Regions from separate parts of the Mus musculus genome. Here regions 2 and 3 are each linked to region 1. The links are chromatin contacts, called in public promoter capture Hi-C maps. All regions are on one chromosome and are shown on one strand. Each heading gives the region's core, a stretch centred on a gene start, on an enhancer-like site or on the middle of the called end of the contact. The rest is flanking DNA. Distances are from core to core; before and after follow the strand shown. Region 1 holds the start of Mtx3 (metaxin 3). Region 2 holds the start of AW495222 (expressed sequence AW495222). Region 3 holds the start of Arsb (arylsulfatase B).

The links. Promoter capture Hi-C pulls out the DNA fragments that hold promoters and counts their contacts.
Region 2: a promoter capture Hi-C map of hippocampal neurons shows a contact between it and region 1, with 4 times the contacts expected there. The contact joins the promoter of AW495222 here to the promoter of Mtx3 in region 1. A contact is called at or near these places in 12 of 39 promoter capture datasets (the 3T3-L1 cell line, 3T3-L1-derived adipocytes, the C10 cell line and 9 more), 1 of 484 Hi-C or Micro-C datasets (cerebral cortex) and 2 of 9 other capture datasets (embryonic stem cells and macrophages).
Region 3: a contact with region 1 is called in a promoter capture Hi-C map of embryonic stem cells, with 3 times the contacts expected there. The contact joins the promoter of Arsb here to the promoter of Mtx3 in region 1. A contact is called at or near these places in 5 of 39 promoter capture datasets (the C10 cell line, cranial neural crest, embryonic stem cells and 2 more) and 1 of 9 other capture datasets (macrophages).

The regions. Positions count from the first base shown.
Region 1 is chr13:92,843,239-92,847,662 of GRCm38.p6, reverse strand. It overlaps Mtx3 (metaxin 3), which reads right to left and starts at 2,895. Exons shown (of 9, transcript NM_001162945.2): 1 at 2,796-2,895; 2 at 2,388-2,457; 3 at 1,966-2,042; 4 at 710-802; 5 at 1-125. The coding sequence starts at 2,876.
Region 2 is chr13:93,716,475-93,720,814 of GRCm38.p6, reverse strand. AW495222 (expressed sequence AW495222) reads left to right here and starts at 1,640. Exons shown (of 3, transcript NR_045086.2): 1 at 1,640-1,931. Dmgdh (dimethylglycine dehydrogenase precursor) reads right to left here. Exons shown (of 16, transcript NM_028772.3): 13 at 3,103-3,260; 14 at 197-256.
Region 3 is chr13:93,768,745-93,773,148 of GRCm38.p6, reverse strand. Arsb (arylsulfatase B) reads right to left here and starts at 1,470. Exons shown (of 8, transcript NM_009712.3): 1 at 1,057-1,470. The coding sequence starts at 1,371.

The DNA of each region.
Region 1 (4,424 bases), core at 1,646-4,145:
CTATTCAGGGCTCCTCTAGACATCCTTCCCGGCAGGATTAAACTCAGAGGGAAAGGGATACGAGAGGCAAACCACGGCTTTGTCACGGTGAAGTAGTTCTCATTCTCCACCCAGAAGGTGTGAAGCTGCCAAAGAAGATAAAGCATTATAGGGAAGCTCCGCCAAGACAAACCCCACCCAGTCAATGTGACGGTATTTTCATAATTGTCTTTGAATAAAGTAACTTCATTTAAATTTTCCAGATCAAATGACTCAAGGTAAAAATGAGATTATTTTAACCATTATGAATTGTGTTCACTGCTATATCTCAGGACCCAGGATACGGCCTAGCACGTAGTCAGTGCTCAGCAAACAGTCTCAGGATGAACGAACTACAATATAGCCAATTCTATACATGGAACAAAGTCTCATCTTCCATCAATAGTGTTCATTTCCAAAACAATATTATTGTACTGGACTGTAACTCAGTGGTAGAATGTTTCATTAGCCAAACAAGCAAACAAACAAAGCGGACTACCCACTTCAATGGGAAGGTAAATGTCTAGGAGAATTCAGCTTTGTCATAATATAAAAGATCAAGGCTAATACAAGAAATCTCCCCTTTAAGACGCCCCCCGCCCCCAACAACCCTTTTTGTTCTTTCTAAACAGACTACAACATTTTCAACTAAGTCACTGAAATACTGTCTGTCATACTCAGAGATGCTCACCACAGCAGGGAGAAGTTTCTCTTCCAGGAGAGCGATGTAAGCCAGTGTGTCTGCCCCTTGTTTTGCTGAGAGCTCACAGTCAGCATTATATTTCTATCAAAGAGAAAAACAGTCTCTCAGAGGTCAAAGGACATTCCTAGGACAAGGGAGATAAACAAGTTAGAACTCCTATTCTCCCTCACAAATGTCAAACCTAACATTAAGAGGGAGGAATACTAACCAATGAAAACTTTCTTAATGCACCATACACAAAAAAACCCCAATGTTGCTTACAGCTTGTCAACTACATTCTATTGCTTTCATGCTTATCAATGACCTTTGTTCAAAGTATGGCACGTGGTACAAGTTAATGAATAAAAGCAATTGTTTTTCATAAGGAAGGAAAAAAACATACAGTTCATTAAAATGTTTTTTTTTCCATAAAAAAAGGAAACTTCTCAATTTAGAAACGGTTCAAATTTTAATGGTACAAGATTTTTTTCTTAAAGTACTGACAAATCACGTATACCCGTCATGTTTATAGGAATCATTTTATGTTTAAATATCATGACTTACTACATAAATATTTACACTTCACACACTTTAGATACGTGCTTTCATAAGGCGTGTAACTATCAGATAAGTGCTTTTTTAAAGTAGAAATACAAAACTCAGTATTCAACTCAGTGGTAGAACGCTTGCCTACCAGTGACTACAAGGTCCCGTATTCAAATCTCAGCATAAAACCAAACCAAACCAAACAATAACAACAAAAGTGATCAAATAAAATAGTTGCCATATGATGGGAACTCGGGTGTCACACTTAGCATGAAATGTATAGTAACAACAGGACTAAAGTGATAACATTATCAACAAGAATAAGTCTGAATAACTAAATTGAATCTTATATCCTTTTCAAGAAATTCACAATAAATACATTACATATACTTCATTAAACTTCCAGATCACAGTAAAATAAAATGCATGCCTTTCAGCACCAGTAAGCAAGTCTTTGTTTCTCTATTGTCAAGATCCAGGCATTCCCAGTTGCCCCAAAAATTAAAATCACCTTATAGTGAACTAAAAATAAGTCATACAGGATGCCAGGTGTAATTGTCACACCCACAATTCTAGCATTTAAAGCCAGTCTGTGCTGCACAGTGGCAGCATAGATTAGCATGTAACCCAGTCTGAAATAACAATAATAATAATAATAATAATAATAATAATGAGTAACATGCAGAAAACTACCTACTTCTTCTAAAGGAGCTACCCACCTGTTTTCTTAGAAAGTTTAGAATTTTTGCAGGCTTAGAAACAATGCTGTCTTCAGTTGTCAAAATTGGTACATCACCTATAATCAAAAACAATTTACACACAAGCAAACACCGTGATTTATTCTGAAGATTACAATGCCTTAAAAACTACACCAGTTGGCACATGGAAGAGTATGGGTATAAACTTCTGTGGGCTTTACAAAGGGCAGCACTAAAAAACATTTTCGTCTCTCCAATTTTCCAGGTTTGTCTTGTACCTTTAGTTCTTACTCGAAATGACCAAACACAACCAACACACAGCCAAGGTCATTCTAAGAAGCTAAGACGCCCCAAGTACTCTTGGGCTATATGGCTGTAATGCAGAAAGGGATGCAACTGTTGAAAAGGGCAGAGAGGGGGGCGTTTGAAAGCTTATACTGTACCTCTTGACCCTCTCCAGGTGTTATCTATAATATTGATTTTCAAGGGCGCGCCAGAAAACTTGGCATAAGCCTGAAACAGAGTTTGCAATAAGAGATTTTAGACACTGAGAGCAGGCTTGCAAGGTCTGCAGCACGGCTCTGACTGATGCACCCTCAAAGGCAGCCTGAGGCTGCCCACGCCCCTCCCCCGTCCGCCATCGGGGACGCGCAGGCTCCCCGCTCCTGGGGACCTCGGATGCAGGAGGCAGGGCCTGAGGTTGCGGGGCCGCGTGTGTGCTTCTCCAACTGCAGGAACAGCGCCGCCGGGCCGCCGGGACCTGACGCTTGCAAGCGGCCCGCCGGTCTCCAGCGGAGCCCGCGGCTAGCCAGCCCAGTCCTCCCGCGCCCTGGCCCGCGAGGCGGCCTCACCAGCACCACCAAGGACTCGCTGTGGACCGAAGGGAGACCCCAGCCTCCTCCCCAGCAGCTGAGCTCCATGGGGGCCGCCATCTTGCCGGGGCTGACCTCTGTCACCCGGAAGTACTCGTACCGCCCACTCTCCAGCACGTGGAATGGAGGGGGGCGGGACGAGGAGCTGGGACTGACTCCTTGGGGCTTTGGACAGAGTCAGAAAGGACAGCAGCAGGCCTTTGAGAGAAGGTTTAGCAACCAGACTAGGAGCTGTGCCGGAAGGGAAACAGACCTCCTAAGAGTCCTCCAAGTATTTATTGCATTCAGTATTAATGTACAACAAAACTTGAAAGCATCACTATGGTATATATAAATCTGTACAAAAGTAGTTTAAACTGACATGGAGGTCGTCGGTACAAGTTTGCGATGTTCAGTCATTGTGATGGTCCTTTGCCTGCCTGCCTTTCCAGTCTCAATTTCAGTTGGCATTCTTATGTTAATGTGATTCAACCTCATTCAAAATTAACCCTGTTCCTAAGTTTTTAACAGGGGACTCCAACGTGCACACTCCTTTAATTCAGAATGGCTTTCCTCTCTAGTGGCTCTCCCCAAACTAAGTTTAGTGTGGCTGGAGAGGTTGCTCAGTTAAGAGCAGTTTTTGAAGACTTGTCTTGGTTCCCCCAACCTACGCTGTGTTCACAGTCATTTTACTCCAGTTCTTTGAGACCTGAGTCCCTCTTCTGGCCTGTACCGGCACTAGCCCTTCACGTGGTGCATACGTGCAGGCAAAGCACACACATAAAAAGATTTTTTTTTTTTGAGTTAAACTTAGCTTTTTCAAAATCATGAATTTCTTCCAGCTTCCTGAGGCTCCCTGTATGCACTTGAATTTTGAATTTTGCTTCTGTCCATATTCACAGGCCTTTTGCCATCCACTCTACAGAAGCTCTTTGTGGCTTCCTAGGTGTGGGGCCAGTGAAGACACAGAAGGTCTTGTGTTTAGAAAGGCTCTTCATTCACGTCATGTTCTGCTATCACTCTCTTGAGGTCATAATCTTGGTGCAAAGGGCTCTGCACTTTTATTTTAGACTAAGCATTGTAAGTCATTCAGCCAGTCTTGTCTTTGGACCTAATGGGCATGCACTAAATATTAATTTCTCAGAAAAACCATTAAAGAAAAAACTTGGCAATGTGGAGATTTGGGCATACTGTTTGGATCTCAGAATCAGGACCTGGGAGCTGTGTGATTTTTATAGACAGAACAATAGTCTTTCTGGAACAGCCCTTTTGATACATCTTTGGGTTTTCTATTTTCCTCTATCACAAGAAGATGCTAGGGTCCCCTTCAATTGAAACCTATTGCCGTAACAATAATATTCAGCAACATTTTCTAGGCATTTTTCTGCACAGTAAGGGGGCAACTCTCCAAAATTACAGTTCTGATTTCCTAAAGTCTTTTTTAAATATTTTGCCTCAAAAATAGTATATCTCAAAAATGGAAAGAAAAGACATTCCAATCCTAAAAGTCCATTAGTCACACTTTTTAAGTAGGAAATGCTTAGCAAATGTATAGTTGAAACTAAACAACACATTTATTGAGCAGAGAGTACATCTGAGGTACTAGGAGGCTCTGGAAGAATACATAGA
Region 2 (4,340 bases), core at 391-2,890, 870 kb before region 1:
AGGCTCTTCCACAGTGAAGCTGATCAAATTACGGCGGATAATTCACACGGAGCATCAAGCCATGTTTAGTATTTATATTCAACTCGTTTCTTCTGTAGTCACACTTGGCTAAGTTTTAAAGAAAGCGTGGCTCTGTCGTAAAACACTGCCATCACCTTCACATTCATTTCATACACCCTGGGGAACGTAAACATACCTTATTCAGCTTCACGAAATATTCCAGCCCAGCTTCCAAGGGGTTTGTGTCACAGTTCATCTGGAAGGGAAACAGGTTTTGAATCCCAGGTGAGCCTGCTAATTTGGTTCACTGAAGAACTGCGCTGTCCTTAAAAGGACTTCAGAGAGATCTGCCTGCCTCTTCCTCCAGGTAGGGGATTAAAGGAGTTCACCACCACTCCCAGCAAGTACAGGGCGAGGGGAGATGAAGAGATTACTAAAACAGAAACAAACCCATTACCTTCACTCAGCAAATACTGGCAAACACTGGCTCCCACCTTGAGCTGATGCATAACAATGATAGAAACAGAGACATCACTTTCTTATATTAGTCTCCCCAGAATTAAGGACACTGGATGGTTTTTGAGTAAAGATTCTTTAAAAGACCAATTATGGACTAGTCTCTGAAGCAGTATTTTCCATTCAAATGAAGCCTTTGGCAAATGCTGTTATTTTTAAATATGGCAAACACAGAGACTGAACATTGGGTTGGTTTCCACTGCTCTTTTATTTTAAAGGTGTTAATGAATTTATCTGTTTTCATTGCGTGTACATGTATGTGTTCATGTCTGCGTGTGGGTGTGTGCAGGTGTGCTCTCCCAGAACTGAAGTAACGGGGCTGCCCATCGAGGATGCTGGGAACTGACCTCTGCTTCTCTGCAGGAGAAGCACACACAGTGCTCTTAACCACTGAGCCATCTCTCTGGCCTCCGATCTTTTACCTTAATAAATATTTGAAGGCTAGTACATGGTGTTTCACAAACAAGAATCTCATGTATGTTATGTAATAATTTTAATTACATAATTGTGTTTTTAAAAAAGTAACAAGTAACTTTGCTTAGCTTGCATTTAGCCATGAATGGGGGTAAAGAGGGGAAAGCAGGTGACAGAACACTGGCTTTTGCAGAGTTCTAGAAAGAAAACGGGAAGGGAGGATTAAAGCTCAGAACTAGCTGACTCGAGATAGGATGCATCAATTCAGGGGAAATCCAATATTTAGTTCTAAACCTGAATGAAGTTAGGGGGTTTTTATCACTGTTTTGTTTTTAAGGGGTTTTTGAAGATTCTAATTTATACGATGAGAACTGAGGGGAAATGAAAGAGATGAACTCAGGAGGAACTGCTAAATGTATAGAAATGGGAACAGAATACCTCGATGTACTCAGTTAAGTGTTAATGAGCAGAGGACCTTTCTGGAAGTCGGGTTTTTTGTTGTTCATTTCTTTATGGGAATGAGAACTGCCTGCTCTAACCTCCCAAAGAGTCGACATAAACTAGATAAACGTAAGACTACTTTACACCACATAAAAGTGTTCTCATATTTCCTAAATTAGTTTGAGTTACTCTGAAATTATTTTTCAGTCTGCCAAAATTAGAGATTTTTTTTTTCAGGGAAACAGAGCGACTTCGCCGATGTTTCTGCACTAGAGGGCGCTCTGGCACTGTTGGGAAAGAGGACCCTAAAATGGAGCCCAGGGAGAGGAAGCAGAAGGAAAAACAAAAAAACCAAAAACATCAGAAAAATTGAGGCTAGAATACAGCGATGTTTAACTCTCAAGGGGTGGCTTCTCTGTCCTTTTTCCTGAGCATGGGGACAAATTTGTTTTGTTTTCTGAGGGCAGCTGGCCTTGCCTGAGTCCTGGCTGTAAACTTGAGTTCGCTGCAGCAGGCAGGACCGGCTTCCTGCAAGCTTGCATCAATGAGAAGGCCCAAGGGTAAGTACCTGAGCTCTCAGGTTAACCTAGAAATTAACTGTATAGTGTGTTTGTTCGGCTCATTACTAACCATCTCTACGTCTGCGCTGATTCTTTAGGATAAATACTCCATTTTATAAGAGAGCAGGCCAGCCAGCCAAGAGTTAAGTAAAGGATAGATTTAAACCCCAGAGTCCCCACTCGGAAGCTCATGTTTACAATGGCCCCTAAAACGTCAGTTCTCTGTAAAAGTTAGGGTTTTGTTTCTCCCACAAGGTAAATAGGACCCTGGTCACAGGAATCTGGATGTTGGGGGCTCAATGAACCCAGTGAATGTATGCAAAATAAGAGTCGTGGTAAAGCTAAGTCATAGAACAAGGGCTTCTGGGAACGCGCATAGGGGCTTTATCTTGATGACAACAGTCAATGTGGGAAGACCCTTCATAATTGTGGACACCACATTCCCTGGGCAGGGGATCCTGGGTAAAGTGCAGGAAGCCAGTTAGCAGCTGTCCAGGGGCTTGCAATCATTTTAGACTATGGATGTGACATGACCAGTTCTCTCAAGCCACTGTCACTGTGACTTCCCCACTCTGAAGGACTGTAACCTGGACCTGTGAACTGAAAGAAACCCTTTCTCCCTGAATTCGCTTCTGTCAGGGTATTTTTTTCCCCCACAGAAACAGGAAGGAAACTAAGACAGAAGCAAAGCAGAATCAATGCATATAAAAATGTTGTGTAAGTGGTTAACAATTGTACACAGAGAAGCTCTTGATTCCCACTGGTGGGGAAGACTAGACCCACACACACGGGACCACTGTCCCTGTCCCTCAAAAGAAAAGGACATTAGTTCGCCTAAGGATGATTGTGAGAGGGAAATGAAACGTAACAGAGGGAAAGCAAGGATGTGAGAGGTGATACTCAGATCCTCTGGCGTGTGCCTGCCAGAAAATGTCTGGGGTTCACCACTAAGCAGGGGGAATTAAGGCAGAATAAACGTTACCCCCAAACCCAGTCAGTGCTCATCTGGAAAGCAGAGAGGCAGGGGAGTTCTTTCCCTACTCAAAGTCATTTAATGGCATTTGATTTCTCTTCTAGCTGGAACTGATAGTAGTAATGCTATGAAAACTAGTCTCCCAACATTAGATACAGTAAGGTAAGCATCCGTTAGTGAGGATGCTAGCATGCAAACCTCGGAGCCCCAGGCTCGGAAAGCCTTCTCCAGTCTCAAAGCGTTCAGGGCGTAAGTTCCAAAGTCGCCGATGCCCTCCTCCTGGCCGGCACTCATGATGCGCTCATAAAGCGTCGCAGAATCTTCTCGTCTGTGGTACAGCTCCCAGCCCAGCTCACCTGAAATGCACAGGCAGGGCCCACACAGGCATGAGAGTGGTGCTGGCAGGGCCTGCGCTCACATCCATTAACTAACACGTGTAGGAGAAAACCCCACCAGCACAAAGCAACCTTTGGTGGTCTTTAAAAGAACAGCTCACAAGGAGCAGTCAGTTCAGTGACCATTTGTGTGTAAGCCTGACTCCTGCACAGAGAGACTCCTGCACAGAGAGCAGTCAGATTCACTTTTTAGCCCGGACCCTGGCCCCATACGAGCCTCCAAAGTTTCCAGGGCAACGGTAGTAAACAACTAACACATGTTTTCACAGGGTTCGTCTGGGTATGGGAGGGCATCTGTGATCCCGACACTCAGAAAGCTGAGAGAGGTTTGTGAGCCCAGGGCCAGCCTTGGCTACTGAGACACTGTTTAAAAATAAAACACAACAAAATAACAACTTTAAAGAGGGTGAGGAGCAAGTTCAGACAGTACTTATCATGTGGGTAAGCACGAAGATCCAAGTTTGCCCGGAATTCACATTTTTAAAAAGCACACGCTGGAGGTCTGGGGCCGGGTAGGGTGCCCACAATGGCTCAATGGGTAAAGCCAGGGGCCCTCATCCGTGCAGCAGTTCTCAACCTGTGGGTTACGTCCCCTTGGGGGGGGGGGGGTGTCTAACAAATCCTATCATGGGGTTACTAGAAAACACAGATATTTACACTCCATAACACTGGCAAAATTAGAGCTATGACATAGCAATATGCAATGATTTTATGAAATAATTTTATGGTTGGGGGCCACCACAACTGAGGAGCTGTACTAAAGGGTTGCAGCATCAGGAAGAGTGAGAGTTCTAGTGGAAAGCTTGGTGTAGTCACGATGGGCTGGAAGTCACACTATCTGTGAGTGTTCCCATATATCACGCCACTGTGGCCTTCCATTTATTCTAATGACCATCTTTTGTTCCTTTCTCATCTACACTTCCAAAGAGAAGCGACTAGAAACCAGTGGAAGCTCCATAAAGAGTAGGCATGGCCAACAGACTTCTTGTCTTAGAGTTGGGCAGAAGAAATCTTTCTTCAGAATCAGAGAAAGTTAGACAG
Region 3 (4,404 bases), core at 221-2,720, 930 kb before region 1:
GGATTGAGGGGAGCCTAATTTCATAGGTCTGAGACGAGTAGGTGCAGGAAACTAAGGATTGCAATTTATAGCCGTGTGACTCCCCCGCTGACATCCAATTTAGGCAAGCTATCTCCTCGCCTGTAAAGGGCGTTCAAGATAACTACCTCATAAAGTGGTTTTTAAAAACGTTTCAGTACAATAAAAACACTACAAGATACGTTCTTACTGTTCCCAGTCATTTAACATACACATACTCTGTGGGGGACATACTCTCTAAAGGGGCAGTGAAGAGACTCATGTGGGCTGGATTCACCCTCAAAGGTAGAAGAAATATCAGCACCCTTATTTTCATTGTAGGGGTACGGAGAACCTGGAAATGACTTCCATTGTTAGCCATGCACAGCGGAGGATCTGAGCGTGGGTGCTGGAATTTCCACGTTGTTGACATATGCATAGTTATAGGCAAGGGGGTAACTTAGTAAAGGAAAGATATAGGAGCCTGGGGTGCACCTTATCTCACCTGTGGCCTGACTCCCAGGTACAACAGGGGCTGAGAGAAAGCTTAAGATCTTTCACATACCCCACCCCCACGCTCATTCACTGAAGGCTTTTCGGGTGATGCGTCCCTTGTCAACAATCCCAAGTCTTTTTAGTGTTTCTAAATTAATCTCTGAAACTCCCATCTACATGGCTTCCTATCCTCCTGGCTCAAGTAGGTCACTCCTGATCTATGACACACCGCGTCAGTCACTAGGGTCCGTCCCAGTGCAGCCTCTCACTTTAATGGCCCTCTGGAGCTCCTTGGGCCTCCCTTTTCTTCTCCATCCTTTCTCCTCAGGACCTCGTCTATCCTTCTCTTTGGGGGTTCACAGACACAGCACCTCGAGATCCCAGAAACCCCGCTCTCCTCTGACCTAGAGAAAACGAAAGCCACTCCTGCCTTCGGCCACCAGGAGGAAGTCAGGCATGCGCAGTGGCCCTAGGCAGCAGCCTGGGGAAGCCAGGGTTGTCGAGCGCGGTCCGACTGAGCTGGCGGGCTCGCGGGGTCACGCGGGGCTGGAGGCCGCCTAGTACCTGATAGCGGCCGGTGAGCAGCTGGCTCCGCGAGGGCGTGCACAGCGGCTGCACGTAGTAGTTGTCCAGGACCACGCCGCCGGCCGCCAGCGCATCCAGGTGCGGCGTGCGGATGACCGAGCCGTGAAAACCCAAGTCGTTCCAGCCCAGGTCGTCCGCCAGCACGAAGACCACATGCGGAGGCTGGGTAGCTCCGGAGGCCCGGGCCGGCGACAGCAGCAGCAGCAGCAGCTGCAGCAGCAGCAGCAAGAGTGGCAGCTGCGGCCCGGGACCTCCAGGCCGGCTCCTGCCAGTGCACGGGCTAAGCTTGCCCATCCTTAGCAGCCTGCAGAGCCCGTGCTGCGGGCACCCCCGACAGAATCGGGAACTGAGCGGCCGGGCTCCCCAGCAAGATTTCATCCACCTGGGCGGGCCGCGGGCTGGGGAGGGCCGGCGTCCACGGCCTCCGCCTCCCGCGGGGGCCGGGGGAGGAGCCGCACAGAGCGCGCGGGCGAACTCAGCCGGTCCTTCCAAGGCCCAGAGGCCCGTTCTTTATTTTAGCCATGAACTCGAGAGCCACAAGTTCCAAAGCTGTTTCACAACCTTTATCTGATTAAATCTAGCCGCAAACTTGACAGCTAAGCACTATAGTTAGCGCTCCTTTTATCCCCAGAAGAAACCCTGTAATGGTTTGGACCATTACAGATGAGAGAAGAGAGGTGGTGCAGATGGTGTTTCAGATTCCTTTGTGCAGTGTGTACCCATGAAGCCACTTCCTTCCCATCATCAGTGGGCCAAACACATTCATTCTGTCTGCCCAGAATCTAAAATGAAATGGTGAAGTTTCATTTCAAGACATTCGGGGTATGCCCACCTAAGACTGTCTACTTGCTTACTCAATGTCTAGAGATGAGTGATAACTGTTAGGTGGAGAGAGAAAAAATGTGCGCTGCCTGAAGGACACACCCTCTCTGGCTGAGGCCGAGTCCGTGGGAGTTACTTTACAGCTTTAGAAGCTCTGGATGAATGATACCCTTGAAAAGTAATTATTGCTGATGTACTCAACTGACTTCCATGCGGTTGGCTGATGGGCGTTTGTGGTATTGTTCCTTATAACCAATTTTAATTTCTTATCGGTTTCTCACTAATAAATTAGATGAAATCACATGATGTATTCATTTCTGCATTTGTGATTTGTGTGAGAGTAAAAAAATTCTTTTGTGTGTGTGTGTGGTTTTTTTTTTTTTTTTTTTTTGAGACAGGGTTTCTCTGTGTAGCCCTGGCTGTCCTGGAACTCACTTTGTAAACCAGGCTAGCCTTGAACCCAGAAATCCGCCTGCCTCTGCCTCCCGAGTGCTGGGACTAAAGGTGTGTGCCACCACGCCCGGCCAAAATTTTCCTTTTTAAAAAAAGATTATCCTTGAATATATGTTTCCCTCTTAACATACATAAGAGTTTTCTTTGAAGTAGATAACTACTACTTATCCTTAGTAAAATATAGCCAGAAAGTTTTAAATTTTGGCATTTTTAAACCCAAAAACAATATCTTAGAAGAGTTGTTTGTTCGCTTTTGTGTTGGGGATAGTGTGGTCTCTGCATATTCTTCTACTCCATAATTGTTTTCTATAGTCCTCTCCTTTTTGTTTTTAAGCAGGTGCTTACTATGTACCCCAGGATAGCTCCTCCAGCTCTCTGTCCTCCTGCCTCTTCATCTCCCACTGACAGAACTGGGATTACAGTCCCAGGCCAAGGTCCAGGTTTTCCCTGCCCTTGATAAGCATCAAACAGCCTCCAGTAATACTGCTCCTGGAACTAAGCACCCACCAAAATCCCCGTGCCCTGCATTTCAACTGAGCATGTCAGCTGGGGGTGCCCTGGCAATGTGCAGGTGGGAAAAGTCTGATTTTCATCTGTATACTGAAGACCTATGGCATGCATACTGTGCGTGGTTCTTTTAAAAATCTCTCTACTGGTGTTCCTTTGGTGTTTCCTTTGGATTTCACTCAGGCAACAGCTTCGTACAAGAGTACAGGAAGGTGATGTGGGGTGATGCCTGGTACCTCAGACAGAGAGGAACAGTGTTGGTTTGCTCTTTTGTGGGACCCCTGTGTTACTGGCATCAGGTCTCCACTGCAGAGTTACCATCTCCCCCTTGTAATTACTAAGTAGTACTCAAACTTTTGCTTATTGGCTTTCATTTCTTGTGTGAATAGATTATAATTAGGATGGCTACCAATAGTGACCTTTTAGCGTCCTTTCTATGAGTTTCTGAGTTTCTTATGTATTTAGTTCATTGTGAACTCTTGGATTCTTGCTTTGATCAATATGCCATAATCCTTTAACATAATTGCACCCCCCCCAACACACATACACACACACACACACACACACACACACACACACACACACACACACACACACTTGAACAGGCTGAGTGACACTGCTTTATTAGAACACGGAGGGGCCCTACCTTTTCAAAGGGATGGAGACTGAGTGCATTTACCAGGGCTAGGAGACACACATGTACACACACATGCACACGTACTTGCACACGTACATGCACAGTGCAACCAGGAAGTTATAGCTAATTGGTTTAGTTTGATTGGGAGCAAGTGGGTTGTTCTCAGCATCTGGGCATACCGTTTCTCTCGGTGGCTCTGAAATGGTCGGGTAGAGCTAAGTCACTCTTTATGGCTTGGGGCTTTTGCCCGGTACAGCCTGGCCCAATGTCTCATGACACCAATATATCCCAACCCTAGAAGGGAAAAAAGAAAAAGAGGGAGACATCATGGTTTTAGGGAGGCTGCTTCTGGCTGAACTCAACATTGGCAGGGGCAGGTTGAGGGAGCTTCCAGATGGGATAAGACCTGGTAGTTTTCTGCTGTGAAGAATTCAGTGACCTTCCAGGATGTGAAAGTTGTAAGTCTTTGTTGGAAAGGCTTAGTGAGACGGCTGAAAGGCAGGGACCAAGGAGTAGGGTTAACATGATCATAAGGATTTAGGGTTAACATGATCATAAGGATTTATTGTTAACATGATCATAAGGATTTAGGGTTAACATGATCGTGCTGATTGGGCCTGCCAAGGGGTCAATCCACAGCTCCCAAGCAGTCAGGTATACTTCCAGAAGGTATTGTCTGCCCTTTCTCAGTTGTTGATTCTTTCTAATAACTGTTTAGCAGTTATTCCCCTAGGAAGGCCCCCATGCCTCCCATTCCAGTGGCCACCAAGTCTAGTCACCTGTGGTTTTGGAGGACCCCTGCAGGCAAGGGATCTCTTTGGTTTTGTAGGGTGACTATTCTTCGTTGTAGCAAAGTCAGGTCTTCCTTGATCTGACTGGTCAGTTCGCTGTGTTGTACCTGTTGGAAC